2 separate regions of the Sus scrofa genome follow, and region 1 is linked to region 2. Evidence: chromatin contacts called from public Hi-C data. All regions are on one chromosome and are shown on one strand. The core of a region is the stretch at or near the end of the contact, and the rest is flanking DNA. Distances in the headings are between cores, read along the strand shown. Region 1 holds the start of LDLRAD4 (low-density lipoprotein receptor class A domain-containing protein 4). Region 2 overlaps LDLRAD4 (low-density lipoprotein receptor class A domain-containing protein 4).

What was found. A called contact is a pair of places that touch in the nucleus more often than the background predicts.
Region 1: a contact with region 2 is called in a Hi-C map of fetal liver, with 1.9 times the contacts expected there. The contact joins the promoter of LDLRAD4 here to the enhancer-like site in region 2. A contact is called at or near these places in 7 of 47 Hi-C or Micro-C datasets (alveolar macrophages, brain, fetal liver and 3 more) and 1 of 2 datasets of contacts at active chromatin or transcription factors (skeletal muscle).

What each region holds. Positions count from the first base shown.
Region 1 is chr6:96,576,852-96,580,732 of Sscrofa11.1, reverse strand. It overlaps LDLRAD4 (low-density lipoprotein receptor class A domain-containing protein 4), which reads left to right and starts at 2,571. Exons shown (of 7, transcript XM_021096017.1): 1 at 2,571-2,590.
Region 2 is chr6:96,516,341-96,520,260 of Sscrofa11.1, reverse strand. All of the region lies in intron 2 of LDLRAD4 (low-density lipoprotein receptor class A domain-containing protein 4), which reads left to right. Among named protein-coding and RNA genes, the nearest start is that of TRNAD-GUC, 53 kb to the right of the region's middle. Within about 2 kb of position 2,555, at least 7 of the 83 cell types and tissues checked have an H3K27ac peak or open chromatin away from gene starts, as enhancers often do. A contact at or near this core is called in fetal liver, where this site is marked.

The DNA.
Region 1 (3,881 bases), core at 1,322-3,821, 60 kb before region 2:
GTGATGAAATGTGCCCACGACTAGAGGCCCCTGTCCTCGCACTAAGTTCCTTGTGTTGTCCTTAGGTGTCATCCAGATAGGGCTCTCACTTCCCACAGACGTACCCTCAGGGTCAGCTTCTCTGGCTCCTTCAAGGTACAAAGAGTAGGGTGGATCTTTCTGGATGGCTTAAGTTTCACCCAAATGTTATCCATGAGATCCAAATAACTGAATTGTATTCTTTGATTCACATTCATCTTGTGGTCATTTGGGGCCCTCAGAATCTTTTCTCAACATTTGCTCATGTTTACCCTTCTGTTTTTGTCTCCTTCATGAGTGATCTTCTGTGGACTAAATTTGGTTGGGAGTCAGTGGACACCAGGAGAAGTCTATACTGAGAACACTTCTCACTTGCCATGCCTCAAAACCACTTTCAGCTGGAATTTCCGTCATGGCTCAGTGGTTAACAAAACTGACTAGGAACCATGAGGTTGCAGGTTTGATCCCTGGCCTTGCTCAGTGGGTTAAGGATCCAGAGTTGCTGTGGCTCTGGTGTAGGCTGGCGGCTACAGTTCCGATTGGACCCCTAGCCTGGGAATCTCCATATGCCTTGGGAAGCAGACCTAGAAAAGGCAAAAAGACAAAAACAAACAAACAAACAAACAAAAAAACCAAAAAAACCCCCCCAAAACCCAACTACTTTCAGTTGATTTCCACCCAAGTTAGTGATGTTTTACCTCAATGTGATTTACTGGTCTATATACCACTGTGTTCTGTTCATCCTCCAACCTCTCTGGAACCCTTCATGTCAGGCAGACACAGTCCTGTGTGCTTGGGACACACGTGCTCTGTCCTGAGTTAAAGGAAGTCCAGCTTTCCTGGTTTCCCCACAGCGTGAAGGAGAGGTTACTGATGGTCAGTAAGCCGAAATGTTGTGCTGGATTTGACAGAGAGCGAAGGTACATGGAAATGCCTCCGGCTCTGTCACTACTGTGATGAGTGTTTGTGCAGGGGTGGTGGGGGTGGCAGGGGAAAGCTGACATGAGAACAAACATGAGGACAGACGGAGGGGCAGGGGGGCTTCTTCCCGGGGTTCTTTTCCAGAAATAGGAACAGAAACCTGCAGTTTCTAGTTATAAATGAGGACAACGAATGACAACAACAGAAATTGGAATGTATGAATACGAGTCATTACAAATGGTAAAATGGATGCGATGATTTAAAATTAGGTCTCTCGGAGTTCCCATCATGGCACAGTGGTTGATGAATCTGACTAGTAACGATGGGGTTGCGGGTTCAATCCCTGGCCTTGCTCAGTGGGTTAAGGATCCGGCGTTGCCGTGAGCTGTGGTGTAGGTCTCAGATGTGGCTCAGATCCCGAGTTGCTGTGGCTGTGGCGGAACCTGGCGGCTACAGCTCTGATTAGACCCCTAGTCTAGGAACCTCCACATGCCATGGGTGTGGCCCTAGAAAAGGCAAAAAGACCAAAAAAAAAAAAAAATTAAAATAAGGTCTCCATTGAAGAGGGTTAAACCACACATGAGGAAATTATTTACAAGTGAAATAGAAAGCAAACTGTTTCCTGTTCTTGAAAGGAGCATTTTCTTCACTGGCCATGGGCAGTTTCAAGGTTAGAAGGAAAAAGCCATTTCTATTCTGATCTCGGGAGGGGGAAGAACAGTTCCTTCAACCTGTGGCTGCTATTCCTGTGGCACATGAATCATCACTGCACAAGTGGATGCTTGTCAGGCTCAGGTGACCCGTGCTGAGCACCTGCCAGCTTATTGCTCCCTTAAAGACACGCTCCTGGTGGGCAGAATCACAGCTGTCCCAGGAGTCCAGACACGCCTCTGTCCCTTGCTGAGGCCAGGTGGACTGCAGGCATGTCAGCGCTGCCTCACGCAGGCAGGTGGCAGTGTGGGCCAACTCCAGCTTCCTGTGCCGCCACTTAGGACTGCCAAACCCATCTCTGTAGTCTGGGGACTTAATCTTTCATGGCCTCGATTTTCTCATCTGTTAAACGGGAGAGTAATAGCTGCCACCGTCATTCTGAGCATTGCATTAGATACTGTCTGTAAAGGACTTAGCACAAGGCTTGGCTCCAGGCTTTCAGTAAGTGGTAGTTAGCATTGTATTACCTATAAGGACTCATCAAATCCGACGGAGCAGTTATCTTCACAGTTTCAGAGACCTGGGGACACTTTAAGGGAAGTTGAATTAGGCCAACATTTCACATACAAACAAGTTATTGACAAATTAAAGTAGATTACAAAAGATCATTTTCTCTGATACTATGGAAGTATGAGCTGGTCAGCTCTGGGTGGAGGTGTGAAAATCAGCTGCTTTAATTAGCTGCACCTCTGTTAGACTCTCCCTGAATCGCCAGGTTGGTATATTTTAGTGTGTCTGTCTGCTGGGGTCTTAATGTTGGCAGGGACACCTGTCTAATTGCGTGGCTGTAATACAGCTGGGTTAGAATGTCTGTACACCACGCAGTTACCAGCCCTATGGTCAGGTTGGCGGATGTGCGCGCTAGTATTTCTGACAACACGCTCATTGTCCGCTCTCAAGGGGACTTGGTGTCTGAACCCGCCTTCAGAGGAAGACAGAGGTGAGTCCTCCACGGAGAACGGGTCGCAGCGGGAAGAATCCAGCTGACCTTCCCACCTGGAGCCATTTCCCGTATAAAGGGCCGGGATCCTAAGGGGCTGATTGGGGGGGGTGCAGTCCTACTGTGCGTCTCGGGCGGTGCCGGAAGGCCGGTTGCCTGGGGCACTCGCAGCCGCGTGGTACTTGCGCGCAGACCCCCTCCCCGCCAGCCCTGCAGCGCCCCAGCCGCTGTCTCCCGGCTCCTGGATGGAGTTCCCCGTCCGGCCGGCGGTGGGCGCGCGCCCCGCAAGGCCCGAGCCGCGGCTTGTGCGCAGCCGGGGGTCCCGCGGCCTGGGCGCCCGCTCGCCCCGCTCGGTGCCCGCGGCCCACGGAGGTCGGCGGGGCCCGCGCGGGGTCCTGCCGGCCCACTCCGCCCCGCCCCGCCCGGCCGCCGCCGGTCCCGCTCGGAGGGGGATGGGGAGGGCGGAGAGACCGGCGGATTGCGAGGCAGGCGCTGCCGCGGCGAGCGGGCCGCCTGGAGACAGACGGCGCGGAGGCGGAGGCTGTACCCGCCGCACCGTCTCGCTTCCCCGCCCGGTGCTGCGAGCTGGCCGGCCGGGCCGGGGATCCCCTGCGAGCCGGCAAGAAGCCGCCGCCGTCACACCGGCTGCGCGTCCAGGGAGACTGGAAGGGGGCGGAAAGCGCGGGGAGCTCGGTCCGATCCCGGCCCTTAAAGCCGCCTGGCCGCGCCCCGCCACCCCCGCGCCACCGGCCGCTCGGGGGGCGCCGGCTGCCAGCGCTCCTGAACCGCAGACGCAGGTGAGTGCGACCCTGTGCTGCGGCGCTCGCGGCGTCGGGCCAAGTTCCGCGCCGCGCGGGCCAGGGGTGCGGGCGGGGGGGACAGGACGTCCGCGTATGGGCGCCGTCGGCAGGCCGCCCGCCCGAGAGTCGGGTCAGGGTGCGGGGTGGGCACGGCGGCGTCCCGGGCGCTCCTTGGGGGCGGGCGCCGCCCCCACAGCGTTGCCTGTTTCTCGGTGCCCCACGCGGTTTTGCCCCCCGCGGTTGTGCGCCGCCGCGGGTCGGGGACGCGCTGGGCGGGCAGATTGTGCGGGACCTGTCTGAGTTTGCGGGGAGGGAAGGGCGGAGGGGAGTACGCTGGACCTCGCGTCCCCCGGCACCCCGCGCACAGAGTCGGGCGTGGGCGGCAGGGAGCTCTCGGCGTTAGCTGGGAAGTCGTCGTCCCCGCGCCGCTGGCTCTCAGGCTGCGCCCCGAGCCCGCAGGAAGCGGGCGTGTACAGAATTTCTGTGACCCT
Region 2 (3,920 bases), core at 1,306-3,805:
AGTTCCTAGGTAAGGGGTCAAATTGGAGCTGCAGCTGGCGGCCTACACCACAGCCATAGCAATACCAGATCCCTAACCCACGGAGCGAGGCCAGGGATGAACCTGCAACCTCATGGTTCCTAATTGGATTCGTTAACCACTGAGCCATGACGAGAACTCCCTTTTTTTGATTGTTGAGACATGTGGGCATATTGATGGGGCCAGGATTCAGAGCAAAGCTAGAGATAGAGTGGGACCTATCCTGTTTGTAGGTGCTGACCAGGAGGCCCAGAGCAGGCACACTGTGGGCCCTGCCATGCAGGAGGCCTGGCAGAGCCCTGAGGAGCGGGAGCCAGGTGGCTGTGGAGGGCACCCTGCCACTGCTCAGGAGAGGACTCTGGCCCCAGGATGAGGGCGTGCGAGGGTGAGGGGTGGTTAGCTGGTTAGCAGGAAGTTGGCTTCCTGTCTGCTTGGCTAGGAACTCTAGGGAGCTTGGACAAAAACACTGATCAGAACAGCATTAGGCACAGCTGCCTGGCAGCAGAGGTGGGGGTGGCGGCACCAGCAGACCTTGCTGCTGAGATCAAAGCCCCCCTGCTTCAGCCGGACCCCGTGCTGGGGCCCCGGGCAGGCAGGAGTTGGGGCATGGGCTTGTCCAAAATTATACCCTTCTTGGGAGTTCCCACTCTGGCTCAGCAGTAATGAACCTAGGCTGGGAACTTCCATGTGCCACAGGTGCAGCCCTAAAAAGCAAGCAAGCAAACAAACAAAATTAAGCCCTTCTCAAAATTCTAGGGCGATTTCCTTCTCACATTCTGGGATGGAGTGCTTACTTCGATGATTTGTATAGCATGTTGGCATTTTAAGGGATGTTTGTAGCTAAGAAAAAGGAGGGAGGTGATTTCCTCCGAAGAGTGAAGACTGGTTTTCCAAACCTACCCAGGTCAGTACAAGAGCATGGGCGTGGCCCTGTGCCAGCCGCGTCCCCCGCTGTGGCTGTGGCTGTGCCTGTGTGTGAGAGACTGGAGAAGGTTAATGCCAGACACTCTTTCTGGAAAGGAAACACATTTCAATAGAAGTAATGGAGCTTTTCAAGTTTACCGTGTGCCCGTTTGCGCTCTCAAAGCAAAAGCGTTTACAGATCTTTCTTTAGCGTTTGCTTTGGGACCTGCCTCCTACTCACATGGAGTTAAGTGGGAAACGCCCCCACCCCAAACCTCCATGTTTAAGGGGACAAGAAATCCCCGCAATGGAAAGCATGGCTGAGAGGTGCGACCTGGGACTGTGCCTCCTGAATCTGTCCTGGACTTGAGACTAAAGCCCTTTGTGATACGGGTTTTAGTTAAGTGTCAGGGGCCAGGCATGACGATGACAAGTGGATTCCGGGGAGACATTCAGGCTTGTGGGTCTGCAGATGATATCTGTATGTTTTAGGTCTTTGTGTCCATGTAGAGACAGAGGGGGGAGCCTGAGGAGGTGGCCTTCCTCAGGAGTGGGGCGGGTTGATAGGCTGCCTACCTGAGTGTACCTGGTTCCTCTGTCTGGGCAGAGGGGCTGCCCTGGGGGCTGTGCTGGACATAGGGACAGTGGGTCTAAGCCTTTTGGCTCCGCCCCTGCCTGGGGGTCCTGCTTCTGAGGACCCCTGCCCTCCTGAGTCCTGGAGAGGTATGGTTTTAAGGCCAGCAGGTGCTTTCTTATGGGAAGGGGAGCTTGTCGAGGGTGCGGAGGAGAGGCAGCTGCTTCTCTTCCCACCCACTGCTGTCTGCCCAGCTTCTCTAGGTGGGCACCGGAAACGTGGTGTCCTCGGAGTCGGCCACGCCTCCATCCTAACGAGGCTGTGGCATGTGCTGTGCTCAGCTCAGCTCCTGCCTGTTCCAGGGACCGTGCCCAGAACCATCTCTGATTGTTTGGGTGCAGGTATGTGAGAACTGGCTGTGAGGTGAATGCTCGGGTGACGGCAGCTGTGCATTTATATTATCAACTGCTTTACCCTATGTTGGAAATTAAGATAACTCTGGCTCAGGTCGTCAGTGCTGGAAAGTGAGACACGTGGACAAGGAGAAATCTCGACAAGGCTTTTTATTTCTGTGGAAGGGTACGGCTCTCCAAAAAGTGTGCGTGCTGAACAAGGGACCCTCGCCTATTTATCTCTAACGCAGGTGACCATGGGTCAGGTCAGGGTGCACATTCTTTCCGGTTGGCTAATTGAAACACATTGTTGCTGGGAAAAGAGATAAAAAGAGGAAGGGGGTTGCAGGGGCGTCTCAGCTGAAACTGGAGCAAAATGGAGTAACCAAGATTTCTTTGATAGAAAAGACATTATGCTACTTTCCACACCTAGAATCCCCTCGTTGGATCAGGATTGTTCAGGCAGGCAAAGCAGATGCATTGTGTCCTGCTTTCAGGGGGATCTTGCTGTAGACTTCTGCCTGGAGAGCCTTCTGAGCAGTTCCTGTGGCTGATCACCTCCTGCTGTCAGAGGCGGGTGTGGGGAGGGTGAGCAGGAACTAGCTGAGGCCCGTGTGTTGTCTGCATCTCTGCGTCCTCCATGGCAGCATGCGCCTGGCTGCAGTGGGTGCCTGGCGGGTGTTTGTCCCACAGTGAAGGGGCAGGCTGGGCCGGTGTGTGGCGCTCAGAGTCCAGGCCTCAGGAGGGGCCAGAGAGAAGGTTTCTACCCACCGCCACCCCCCCCCACCGCCCCCGGTTTATAAATGCTGCCTGTTTGGTCCCCTTCCTGGAGATTCTTAGTGTGTCTCTGGTATGTTAGAAGCTTGGCAGCAAAGAAGAGTATAGTGTTTAATGCAGAATTTCCTAAACTTGCCGAGAACCCTCTTCCTATGGCTCTGTTAAGCAGATGCAGAGGGGTAGCGACGTGGTGGGGGTCAGGGTATGGGTGGTGGGTTGGCCTGGAAGCAGGGCTCAGAGCCCACACTCTGCAGGTCAGCTGGTGGCTCTGCGTGCCTGGCAGGAATGGGAGCCCAGGGCCCTGTGCACCCTCCAGCTGAGCTCACGGGGGAGGGGGGAGGACACACACACACACACACACACACACACACACGCATCTTGTCCTTAGTGGGCAAGGCAGGGCTTGAATCCACCCTGTTTCTGTGCCTGCTCTTCTCTTCAGCAGTGTAAGCTTCTTGAGGGTAGGACTCTAATCCACTCTAAAACTGTGCTCTTGCTGCCCACACAGCCGCAGAGTTATGGTAGTGGCTCCGTGTAGATTGTTTCTCCACAGGTCTGAGATGCACCACCAGGAGAGCAGCAGGCCGGTCCCCTGGTCAGCCACACAGCTGCTGGGCTCAGCAAGGCCGCTGGCATCCCCTGGCACCACTGCTGTCTCTGGGACCCTGGGCCCGGCCCCTAGTCTCTCTCCACGTGCCCCTCCAGATAAGTACTTATACATGTGATTACGTTTAGAAGCTGAAGCATTTGAATAAAAATCAGATGCTTTTGCCTAGCCCTGGAATAAAGGCTGTAGTTATTTTAACAACAACAGCAAAGATCCTGCAGTCTTCAGCTATTTCTAGAAGTAGACTGGTAATTAGCATGCCATTTGTAATTCAGTGCCGGGCTCTCGGCTGTTTGTTTCCTTGTTCCAATGCAACCCAGTTTGGGAGACTGGATTTATTTCATTTGGAAATGCGATTTTGTGGAGACCTCTAAAATGCCATCAGGAGATGAATGGTTTTCTGGAGCGGGCTCCCAGCGGCCCTGTGGAGGGGAGTGACAGCTCGCTTGGACAGTATTGCCTTTCCAAGAAAACCATTAGAATCAACTGCGTCTGGATGGTTTGATGCCACTTGAGAAGAACAGGTAATTTGGAGACACATTCAAGAGGCTTATGTTGCTTTACTTGTCACAGTGTTGGTCACCATTGGTGTTCGAGGAGGCCAAATGCAGATGAGCGCCTTTCAGGAATTTGGGCTGCCTGAGTTGGA